Regions from separate parts of the Drosophila melanogaster genome. Here region 2 is linked to region 1. Evidence: chromatin contacts called from public Hi-C data. All regions are on one chromosome and are shown on one strand. The core of a region is the stretch at or near the end of the contact, and the rest is flanking DNA. Distances in the headings are between cores, read along the strand shown. Region 1 overlaps CG12535. Region 2 holds the start of CG12535.

Region 1 (6,399 bases), core at 1,190-3,689:
AATTTTTAAGTAAATTACGTTTTGGAATAAAAGAATTCATGGTTTATGCCAAAGCATCTTGGGTTGCCAACGGGTCTCAAAATGGAAATCAAAATAAACGAATCTGTGGAACGGGCAAAAAGGGGCAAAGGGGGTTAAGGGGGCTAAGGGGAGGGGCTCTGTGGGGCCCAAAGCTACCTACCCCTCCATCCCTTCATTTCGCTGCCTCTCGGCTCGACTTGATAAGGTTCGGATCCGTTGCGATCAATTTACGCAATTCAAAAGTTGCGCTTCAACTTGGCGTTCGAAAGGGGAGCTTTTTCTGAGGGGGGGGGGGTGGTGGCTACGAGGGGCATGTGCGTATGGGCGGTAGTAAACGATGATTATGATTATGATGATGCGATCATGTGGCATTATGTCTACGCGTCTACGCATTGTCACAAGTTGATCCCTCACATTTATGAATGAATTTGACCGCGCAGCAAGTGAAATGTGAGAAAAAATTAACAATTTGAATTTGGCATAGAAACTGATAATCGCGTATTGGATTCAGATACATTGCCATAGGATACATAGATAGACGTCTCAGTTATTGTTGGCCGATTATTCCATTTTGATGGAATGCCATCTTGCGAATGCTTCGCCGATTATTCAAAATATACAAATCGATTTTAAATTAGTTCGCTCGATCAAAAACTATTTTCAAACAATGCTAATGAAGTGTTGAAAGAAAATAGGAAAATTTGTTTTTTTTTTTTTTTTTTGAGGTTGGTTTACCTTTAGTGTTGCGTGGAAATACTGAGAATGTGTTCTGATCCAAATATTTAATGGGCTCGCTTGAGAAAATTTGAGTAATTAAAAGTTAAGTATATTAAAACAATGAATGTGCATACATACATATGTATGGTTAGATTTATTTCGATAATTTTTCAATTAATTTATTTATTTTCCATTTGTTATTACACATTTTGTAACATATCAAACGACGAAAGTCAAAATGTAGCTTTCGACTTTGACAATATTAATTACGTAGCAAAAGAAATGAGCAAATATGAAAGCTGAAAGAACCCAGCCTCTGGATGAGATCACTTCTGATTGATCATCAGCTGCCCGAACAAAGAGATCATATATGAGTAATATGTATCTAATAAATCGAAAAGTTACGAATAGATATATGGTTGGGCTAAACGGTCCCAAAACTGGCACACTGGCAATCAACTCCTTTAGTAGTTGGTCTTCGTGAAATATGTATGGGAATACAGAAAACTAACGATTTCGATGGCGATGGCGTAATACATAGATCGACGTCGGTTAACTTTTATCGCCTATTGCGTAAGCGTTTTTCTTTCCACTGTGTGTGATAGTAATAAGAGTAATTTATGTGTACACCCGTGTGCTGTGTGTTGGTATTACCATATAATTAGATACTCGAGAGTTTCTTGACACTGCGTGGAGCGTGTTACCGCGATGGCAACTTGGAATTTTGAGCCTCGAAATTGTATCGAACAGTTTATCAGCTCTATTAACAGATCTCTCAAGTGCTCGAGCTGGTTTTTTGTTTTTTTTTTTTTTCTTTTTAATTTTTTTTGGCCAACAACGCGCGTTCTGAAGAGAGCGAAAAAAAAGATACTCGGTTTCTCGGAGCTTTGTTCAAGTGGTTCTTTGCTTGAATGGTTGGAGCCCGAAAAGTAGTTCCCCCCCCCCCCCCTCTGAACCACTAAGCCACCGCTCACCGCTCACCGCTCTCACCGCTCCAAAATGGAGCCCGAAACTCTTCATCACCGGAGGGGATGGCTTCTTGGAAACCCCCCACAACAAGAAGATAACAAGAAGTTGGCAAAAAAAAAAAAAAAAATGAAAATGAAAATAACGTAAAAGGTAAAAAATAAAACTAATTAAAGTCAGGAAGTCAGGCGCAGGATATACAATTGAGATTAATATTTCAAAATATTCTTCTTATTATTATTATTCTCTATCCCTCGTGGATTGATTTTAATATTCATTTGACCATAATCTAATAACCGATTCGAAAAACCAAACCAAGCTTGAAGTTCAATTGATCGGAAATCTTGGTGGCTTCTCTAATTCCCAGGAAAAAAAAATTTTTTTTTTGTCAACAAAAAAGTGTGTAAATTGCACAGTGGAAGAAAGAGACAAGAATATCTGAGCGAGAGGGAAGGCCAGTCAAGTATGTGAACTTTTTCTGTTTGGGTTTTCGCTGTTCTTTATTTATTTACTTTTTTTTTTTTTTTTTGGTTTCTGGAGGGGGGCAAATTTTGCCAGAAAGGGAAAACCTGAAATGACTGAAGTAAGAGAAAAATAAAAGAAGCAGCAGCCATAAGCAAAGAAACAAAACAAAAAAAAAAAAATGCGAAGCGAACAAAAAATCTCATATTATTTTGGCCTTCAAAAATTTTTGGCGGGCAATGAACCAACAACAACAGAGAGAGAGAGAGCACAACGCACACAGGCAGACAGACGGGGCAGAAAGAGAGGGAGACAGTCGGCGGAGGCAGCGGTTTACATACCAATGAAAGAGATAAAAGGGCGCGGGGGTGGGTGGGTTTTGAATGATATTGGCGGTGGACGGACGGTTGGTTGGGGGCAAGGAGGCACGGCGGCACGGCACATTCCCCAGTATGTGAGTGTGTACAGAGAACAAAAAAATATCAACCATTTCACTTCGCTATGCATTTCGAAATGTGAACAAAGGACATCGCTTTCGATGCGAAATATTCAATAATTGTTATATAACATAAACATAATATTTAACTTGTTCACAGTGTAGCTGTGCACAGCTTGCACCAACCACCAACACGCCCCTTTTTACGCCTCACTCCCAATCTTACAACACATTGCGTGCAGACTTTCAAGTAGACACAACAACGCAACGCAATCAGAGAAAGAGAAACCGAAAGATGGCTCCTTACTCCTTCTTTAGCGCATGTTTTTGGCACACTGTGCACGCGACTTTTTTTTTTTTTTTTTTTTTAGGAAGCATTTAGAGAAATTATGTGAAAGAACCAGAACTAAGTAGTTTTAATTATGATTAAATTTTGATACAAAATAGTAATGAGCAAGAACGAGATAATTCATTTAACTTTCGAGTTGCACATTTGTTAAGCGCATTTTAACAATGCACTTGCACCACTGTGCCCGTTGGGTGGGGCAGACAGACGACGCACAGACATGGTCTGCCGAGTGGTTCTGGCAGTGGTGCGCCAAGGAACTTATGCGATATCCATAAAAGTACAATGTGTGGTAATGAATTGGGGGGGGGGGGGGGTACAGGCTTGGCCAGCAGACAGGGTCGCGAAAGGCTGAAAGAGAGAGAGATAGAAAGAGCGGGGGGGGGGGGGTGCTGGTTGCAAGGGGAGCACCAGAGGCAGACGACGGCGGCTTCGTTTCACACGGTCATGCTTTACATGGTAAGTAAATTTTGAGTGATGCGCTGGAATGAAAAGGAACTCAATAAGTACACTACACAAAATATCTCATATCCTTTGATATGATATTTCTCTCAATTTTCGTTTCTATTTTCACTCGCTTAAATCGATTGAGTTAATGAAAAAGTGTTTTTTTTTTAAGTTTGATAAAAAAAAAGTGCTTATGTGCAGTGCTTTTCAGTACCAATGAAAGCTTTTAATCGCAACAGGATATTATATATCCGACCAACTAGCGTTCAATTTCGTTCAGTGCATTTGGTCTCGAAGGCAAGCAAAAACAACATTATCATCGTCGTCAACAGGGCAATGTCTACGAGTCCATCGCTCATCGTCGGCTCCACTTCACAAACCGTAAAAATGTTTAACTTGTGTCTAATTTGTGAATACAAAGTGAAGGAACTCACTTTCTGCGGTGCATTTAAAAGCCCGACGGTTTCTTGAAATCAAGGAGGCAAAGTAGGGCGTGGCAGTTGCAGCAACCTGTTGCTGCACCGAATTGGACTCTCCAAGATGGATTCCTGGGAGAAACAAAAACTTGGCCTCTTAATGGAGCCATTCAAGATGTGCAATTTTGGCACTTAATTTCGAGTTAAAAAATTTGAACTTTTACTTTTACTACAATAGAGATCATTTTTTATGTGTACTTTTTTCCACTCAAAGCTAATGTAGACCATTTTCCCAATTGAACTCGAGTCATATTTTATACTGCCAATGAAATAAAGCGGCTGGGGGAAAATAGAACTGGGGAAAAAGAGTTAAGCCCGCAAAAAAAAAAGAAAAATAAACCAAAATAAAGGAATCATCATATAAAAGTCGCGGCACGCTCTGCTGGGCAAATGAACTTAAAATTCCGCTTACGTTTTGCCTGCTTAATAGGATTCCTTTTATTTCTCTTTTTTTTTCGGACTTTTTGCGCCTTCCTTTAAAAACCTGCGAACGTAGAGGAGGTGGAGTGATCACTTCCAGCTCAAACTGTGAACCCAACTCAACGATTTTTTTTTATTTTCGTTTGGGGCTTACCTAAGAAATTATTTGGAATTTTCTAGCGATAGCTTTGTCCTCCAAGTTGTTTCAAATATTTGAAATTACTTCAGGAACATTTAATTCGGTTCTGGGCGAATTTTTGTTTGTATACCTCTAAGCGCTGAATATCGCTGAATTAGAAGCCCACTAAATGAGAAATGTTTTAAAAAGTGGGGAAAATTGGCTTATAAACTGAAATCTGTTCTTTTAATAGTGTTAATAATTTGTTTTAAGATTGACCTATTTGTGCATTCATCGAAGGGTTCACTTTATTTGCTAAATTATTAAGCGAGTTGCTCATAGCGTGTGTTTATATAAATGCTGTTTTATGAATGAATGAGATGTGTTAAACAATTTAATTACTTATGCTGTTACCTAAGCCTGTTGCCGAGTACAACAAGTATCAGTTATATACATTTAAATGCAATAAATCATTTAAAATACATAAAGTTATAGTTTGTGTTCAGCTCGTCAAAACTTGCTGCCGCAATATTGAAATGACAATCCTCAAGTTTCTGGTCAAATATAATTTTCCCATGTGCCAAAATCGAATAAAGTCAAATAATTGCCGATCTTTGTTATGTTGTTACCTCTTTACACCGCCCCCAATTATTTGCTGAATTTTGTATACATATATATTTTTTTTTGCCATCTTATGAGTCGCCAAAAGTCTTTATCAGAGAATTCGGTGATTGTCAAAGGGGGCAAAAAATAGAGTCAAATCAAATCAAATGGGCAATTAATCAATCAAAAGCGAGAAACTACAACTGCGAACTTTGGAACAATTGTCACTTGATTCGGTGCCTGGCCAAAAAAAAAAAAAATTTCGAAAAGCGAGATATGGCCAAAAGCAATTCGATGCGGTCCAAACGAACTTAGGCCCAACAATTAGTTGGCAATTGTAAGTACCTGCTCACCCCCGAGAAATGTCAGAAAAGCAGTCATTATTTTCCTGATTGCCAACCGTGTCTAAAGCGATATGCGATTGTTGTTTTAGCCAATTCTGTTTTTTTTTTTTTTATACCGGCCTGCTCTCGATCTGAATCTCGATCTCGAACCGAATTCAGATCGATTTTAGCTGTTGCTAGGCCAACTTAACGGGTCGATTATTAGGCAAATTAAGGAATTTCAATGCATGTGCTTAGCATATTCAACGCGACAGGTTCGATATTTTGTTTCTATTTTTTTTTTTTTGTCGGCACATCTCCATTGAATACGACTTCTAGGGGTGATGCCATGTCCAACATTCGATCGGAATCTATATACCACATGCTCGTGACTGTATGAGATACAAATCTAAACGAACCGGTTAAGAGGGGGTTTCTTCACAAATCAATGTAGATCATCTTTATATAAACATATTTCTATATTCATTATGTATGTACATATATGTACATACATAATTGAATTTCTTAATCATTTGTATATCGAAGAGCCGGGACAATCCAACAGTTAAACTACAGATCGTGTCACGCTATCACCACTTATTCGTAGTTCTTTTTCTGCAGCAAAAAAAAATAATAAAAATAAAGAAAAAAACTTCAATTCAAGCCGATCGTTTGGATTAGATTGAGATTTCATTAATTAGTCACAGCGATTTCGCCCGATATGCTCATCTAGTTGTTGTTGCCAAGGGGTCTTTCGATATTCAGTCTTCAATCTTTTGGGGTAGACTCGATCCACCTGAGCCGTCTCGTCTGCCTGTTGTCAAATCAATGCCATTTCAAACATTTCGTATGCAAATGAATCGTTTGAGGCGTCGCATAAATTATAAGCATAAAATGCCAACTACGAGTCGAGCGGAAAGAGGTTTCAAATATTATTAACTGGCCGCATAGCAGCAGCACGTGCGGCTCAAAAACGAGTTATATTTTTTTTTTTTTTTTTGTCAGGGGGATGTCCGGGAAAAATTGGCATTTTGCGTAGGCCAAGAGAAGTAACTCCCAGGATA
Region 2 (6,485 bases), core at 3,737-6,236, 41 kb after region 1:
TAGAATATATATGTTTTTTTTTTGGCACAGCAACGGTGCGTATGAGTAACGATAAATTGGGAAATTTCGATTGGAGCGATAGGAGCGCATGTAATTAATGAGAAACAACTGATAATTTGACAGACGGCCGAGCCACTTGAGGCACGCGATTAACTTGACCAACAATAAATTGCCTTTACGGTTATATTACCCCTTTCTGAGGAGGAGGAATTTCACAATCATTTGTGGATGATATGACATTTTGTCGATTCGGTCACTTGGAAGTCGCAAGACTTTTTGCGCACAGCGTGTGGCAGACGATAAGATCAATAACTATAACTATAACTATAACTATAACTAATACTATTCGGCGGGGGCAATTTTTGTGAGAAATTCGCCCGGCAACCGTGAATATACTTTTGCAGATTGTCCGCTTTGACCACCGGATATGAATCGATATGGATGACTATGTGCTTCTGAATCTGAATTTTAATCGTATAATATATTTATATAAGATTTCAAGCGCACTGCTGACGTAAGCAAATTCTAAACACACACGCTATTTAGAAAAAAAAATTAAGTATACTTCAATGCTACATTTCTTTTTTTTTTTGAGTCCTTCATCATAACTTGCGTATGCAATTCGAATTACAACTTTAATTAAATTGCACGAGGAAATCAAGAAACTGAAGCAGCGCAATCTCTTCAAATCGAAACAAAAATCCCCCACTTCGACACGAGATTTACAAGCCGGAAAATGATCACCAATCAAAATTCATTATTTAGTGCATGTGATTGTCGTCTGTGTGCGTGAGCCTATAAATAATACTATAGCTATACCGTTATCACAAAAAGCGGTCGCATTGCAAAAATATTTTATCTGCACATCAAATCAATGTTAAGGAGCCAGTCTATATTTTGCAAACTAAAAGCATACCAACTTTTTTGCACACTGTAATTGATTTAGGCATTAGAATTTATAAACATTTTTTTTTTATTTATTATTTTTAGTGTAATAATAGTTGAATCAAACAGTTGACGATTTTTGAATTTCAAAAATGGTTAAATTCTTTTGAAACAGGCCACATCATTCGAACATATCCGCTAAAAAGATTGCAAACTATTTGGGAACTGACCAACATTGGGTTTGTGTGCAGGTGATTGCCGCGCACACGGCAACCACTCGACGCCGCCCAAGGAGAACTGATTTGTTTCGTTTTTGTATTTTGATAAGAACGCGCGCTCTTATCAATCATATGAAGGCATGGTTGGCATGGCGAATGGCAACAATGTTGGCCAGCCGTAAATTGCCATACTTTGCTGGCGTTTTTTTTTTTTTTTTTGTTCTTCTAATCAACGAAAAGTGCCTACCTACATCAAGTTTGACCTAATTTTGATAAGCGAAGACTTTGCGAAAAAATAAAAGAAATTAGAAGCAAGTAAAAGCATGAGGAAAGGAGCGACGTCAAGTGACTAACGCGAATTAAATGATTGGCATGGATTCGTGAATCGGGTGAGGATGGACACACGCATCCTCATCTGGCGATAGTCGAACAGCCAAATGTTAAACATTTTCGCGCATAGTGAGATAATATAGTATATAGTGCGCAGTCTAACAGAATCTTGTTGCCATTTGGATTTTTTTCCATTTGCTGTTGCCTTAGAAAGCGCATCATCGGATCGAGAACATACATATGTACATACATATTTTTATAATTATATATATTAAAAAAAAAAAAAAAAAAAACGGAAGCAAAGATAGCGACAGCGCATCTGTTGTGTAAAATGATGATAGTTTCTATATGATCATAGTTTTCAGAGGTGAGAGTTCCCATTGAAATGAACCCATTTCACAGATTACAGCCAACACAACCTTGCTGATTACAATTGTTGGTACTCATCAAACATTTTTATTCGCCTTAAATTCCAATATGAATCAAGTTGTTCCACATGATTATGCAATTATTGAGCCTCATAATGGCTCGCTATATTGGTTACTTTGTGACTTCCTAGAATCCAGTTATTGAGTCAGAATTTCATAACAGTAGCAATCGCTGTTATGAACAACTTTGCACACACACACAAACATCAGCAGTGTGTCGCCCAAAGGGCAACATGTGAATGTAAATATTTAACCATAATTCATTCAGTTCAGTTTATTTCATTCATTTATTAGACAAATGCAATGCCAGTGACTTGGCAGCTTTTTGTGGGGGGATTCTCGATTCGTCTAAAGTCCCTCTAAATAAAAAAAAATCATAGCTAAACCTATCTTTGTGGCGATCAAATACAACTTATGCATATCAAATCGCCGGGTTCAAAGAGCTTTGCGAGGGGAACTGCTAGCTAATTGTGTGAGTTGCTTATTTTTTTTTTTCCCCCGGAATGCAGTGAGTAAACTGGTATACCCTTCCGCCTCGGCCCGTATTAGATACTAGATACTACACCACATACTCGTATTCACACCTCTCAACTTGTCGAGGGGGAATTATCGCAAAATGCCGGCAAGACAGGCGCCAGTTTTCATTATCTGGGAAAGTAGTTTCCACGAAACCCTTTCGCGGGTAAATCACCGCCAACTACAACTGCCGAAACGATCGCTCACGTTGATATGGGTTAAGTAATATTCTGTTTAACTGGATATATGCACATATGTACATACATTCATACATACATATGTAAATTGGGCGGCTAAGGTACATGTTTTAATCGTCGATATCGAGGACCAACTGTGGCAGTGCAATTAATATTGGCACGCCATAAAATACTCGTAAACAAAAGACCAAAGCAAAACAAATGAGTGGAGAACGGGGAGCCGGCAAAAGAAAAAAATCAACAAAAAAAAAAAAAAAACAAGTCAAATAAAATACAAACACATACCCGAATTTCCCTCACCATTTACGATCCCACATTACTCTTTCTTTTTTGCACATTTTTTCTTCTTTTTTTTTTGCACTCTTTTTGCGCTATTTTACTAGGCAATGTTTACTTTGTTTTCTGCTGTTCCGCTTTGTTTTGCCCCTCTTTTGTTGCAAAATGTTTACCGAAAACCTTGAAAATTGAAATTATGAACTTGACTTTGGTTGTATTTGTATTTGTAGCTAGCCCAAAGATAAAGGAGTTACAGCAAACAGCAGCGGAAAGCATCAGCAGTAAGTAAGTAAGTCAAATGCTGTTTGCCAAATTGTTTTTTCTTTTTTTTGTTTTTTTTTTTTCAAAAAAGTACGAAAGAATGAAAAAAAAAATAGGCAACTTTAAGGCAACAGAGAAGAACACCTGTGGGTTTTCTTCTGTGTTCTTGGAACACATCAAATGGGACACATTAAGGGGAAACAGGAAAACAGGAATGCTTTGAAGAACCTGCAAAGGACATAAGTTCGTAACAAAAATTATAGTCACCTATTAATAAAGTGAAATATGCGCATAGAAATAGATAACTAAGAAACTATATAATTAACTTAGAAAATATACAATATATTATGATTCTTTCCAATAGTGAGAAATTTGCCTTGTAATATTAATAAATTTCAAGTAATTTTTTTTTCGGTGCAAGGCTAAATTTAAATGCGATTTATGTATGCATTTATTCATTATATGCATTTGCATATATTGTAGTAAGCAAAACGGCCAAAGTTGCTCGTGCAAGTGCAATGGAAAATGCGATTATTGGGTGAAACTACTTGACTGGCGGCAACTCGCAGCTTATCGGCGTAACTGTAAACTGTATTATAACGATGGGCGGTGGGTGGGGGGGAGTGGGGAGTGGAGTGGGCGTGCTCACCAAATGAGAGAAAATGGCGCCAAGCCAAAGCTTCGTAAAAATGAAAGCCACGTGCATGGCTAATTAACAGATGTCCTCTCACTGCAGTCTTATCAACTGCACTGCAAGAAAACAAATCGAATTAGTGACTTAAATAAAATAAATTTCAGTATCTACATATGTACATACGTTCGTTTGTCTAGTTTTCTTTTCTGAGCTGAACTGCAATTTGTAGAAATTTTCGAGTTTTATCACTTTGATTCACATTTGAGCCATCTTGTTTTTTTTTTGCTTATTTTTCGCTTGGCGCCCCTCCATTGCCACGCCCACTGAGCAGCAGCGTTTCCCACATTTGAAATGCTGATGAAGCGACTAAAACAAAGGGAAAAGTGCAAGTAATGAGCGGCCAGTAAGGAGATACCCTAGCGTTATTTTGTTTATGTGTATGTACCATATATACATATATGTACATACACGTTTGCCGTATAAAAGTGGCAATTGCGACGGAAAAAATGTCTGGAAATTGATTAGGAAAATGAATTTATTACATCTCGTTGTTAAGAATGAACAGCAAATTTAAAAACCATTATCGATATCAAAAAATAATTGCTCTAAAACTGAACGAGTTTTGCACCACAAACCAAAATGCCCATTGTGCAAATGAAAATCAATGGGTGGCGAGAAAAACAAACAGAAATTTACGATAACTGCACCTCTTGTGTTGACATTTTACACTGAAGGAAAAACGGTGTGGGGGGGGGGGTGGTGTGGTGCTTGCAGCGTAGCTAATTTGCCAAATGCACAAGGAAAACAACAAATAGGAACCGGGAAAAAACAAAAAAACAAAACAAAAAACGACTGATAGAAGGTGACAAAGTGCAGGGCAAAGTAGAAGGCGAAATAAAATTACGGTGCAAATAGAAAATAGCTGCGCGATTGGGCAAAACCAACAACAACTGAATATAAACAAAGACGCAGACGAGACATAATAATAATAATAATAATAATAATAATAATAATAATAGTACACACTGCTGCGCCTGGACCAAGTCCATCAAAATAATGTGTGATCAAATGTCTGGGTGTCCCGATCATTTATCGAACGGCGAATACGAAAATAATAATAATAACAATTAACAATCGGGACAATTTGAGTGTAAATTCCACGAACTATTGCATTATTGATAACACATACATACATATGTACATTTATATAGTTTTTTTGGGCACGAGTTATGGGAAATTGGTAATTGCAGATATGAAAATCATTTATTTTTGGACACACTGCTTCCGAGCGTGAGATCACGAACTTGTTATCAGGTTTCAGTTTCAGTTTCAGTATACTGCCTTTGGAATGTATCAAATGTGTGTGTGTGCGTGTGTGTGTGTGTGTGTACTCAAGATAATACCAGGACTCAATCGAGCTACCAAAAATAGACTCTTATATTAGTAGTATAAACATTGTATAATTCTATTATGACTCCACTAGATACCATCCAGGTTATGCAACTTTCTCGCTAGATTTGTTATCTTATCTACGAACTATCGTACCCTAGTCCCATACATACATACATATTATTCCCGAATCCGGCGGCTTTAGAATGCTCAATGTTCGGTTGCAGCTAAAGCTATTGTCATATCCCACTTTTCGATCCCGGAACTGATGAACCCCAGACATAATCCCATTAACCATTAACCATTAACCATTAACCATAGCATCATAATCTTTGGCTCGACTGCTGGTGGGCCAAGGGCACAATTGTCGAGTGTGCAAATGATGTACGTATGTATGTACAATGTACAACGAACGACGACTAAAAAGCGTGCAAACATTTGCCTATATTGGCATTTTTATTTAAGAATGACTTTACGACTTATTTTCGCATGTTGCACAGCATGTAAAAAGACGCGCCAGGCATTTAATTTTTTAGAGAGCTTTTTACATACATACATACATGCATACATATGTATGAACAATGTATTTAGATGGAGCCTTCGTGCGCCGCGAAATATTAAATGAAATAAATTTTAACTGCAGTTGACAAAGTTCGGGGACGGATGTTGGACGGGCAATAAAGCGAGCAAAAAAAAAAAAACAAAAAACAAAAAAAAAACGACACAAAAACACAAAAAATAAACCAAAAGCAGTGTGTGCGAAATTTGAAATGAAAATAATTAAATCAGCGAAAAGCATGGGGAGAAATCTGAAATTCGAATGCACGATAATAGACTTCTATATAGTATGAGTAGCTATAGTAGCTATGGCTGAAGTATATGTATGCACATATGTATGTATGTACATACATATGTATGTCTGGTGTGCATTTGTCTGTGTAATTTATGTATGCTACTGATTATGACCGCCCCTACCGGCTAAATTTGCACTTAATGCCATTTGCCTTGTCTCTAAGTCCAATGCGAATGCGAAATTCATATTAATCGCTCTCGGAAATACAAAGTATGAATAATTGTTCGCATTTCGCATGCAATTTGTTGCCTTTCGAATGCTACCCTAATACGGAGTACTAACACTTAGTCCGATCTTAGTACTGCCACAGAATGTACATATGTATGTACAAATGTATGGTATGTATTTACATATGTACGTGGAAGCACCCCTTCAATCAATTCCAAGATCACGAACTTCATCCTTCCATGCCGACCGAGTTCATCTAATTGAGTCAGAATGCGATGCCACAAATGTCGCAAATGAATCAAGAGGATGGGGAAAATGGGGAGGCGATTT

What was found. Hi-C and Micro-C count contacts between places; a contact is called where the count stands out from the background.
Region 2: a contact with region 1 is called in a Hi-C map of the OSC cell line, with 5 times the contacts expected there. The contact joins the promoter of CG12535 here to the enhancer-like site in region 1. A contact is called at or near these places in 43 of 107 Hi-C or Micro-C datasets (the D17-c3 cell line, the Kc167 cell line, the OSC cell line and 12 more) and 4 of 6 datasets of contacts at active chromatin or transcription factors (the Kc167 cell line and the S2 cell line).

What each region holds. Positions count from the first base shown.
Region 1 is chrX:3,405,417-3,411,815 of dm6, forward strand. All of the region lies in intron 2 of CG12535, which reads right to left. The region is part of intron 2 of lncRNA:CR44999 (long non-coding RNA:CR44999); the gene reads left to right. Among named protein-coding and RNA genes, the nearest start is that of tRNA:Gln-TTG-2-1, 19 kb to the right of the region's middle. Within about 2 kb of position 2,440, at least 24 of the 39 cell types and tissues checked have an H3K27ac peak or open chromatin away from gene starts, as enhancers often do. A contact at or near this core is called in the Kc167 cell line, the OSC cell line, the S2 cell line and 5 more, where this site is marked.
Region 2 is chrX:3,443,957-3,450,441 of dm6, forward strand. It overlaps CG12535, which reads right to left and starts at 4,987. Exons shown (of 4, transcript NM_001297909.1): 1 at 4,939-4,987. The region is part of intron 2 of lncRNA:CR44999 (long non-coding RNA:CR44999); the gene reads left to right.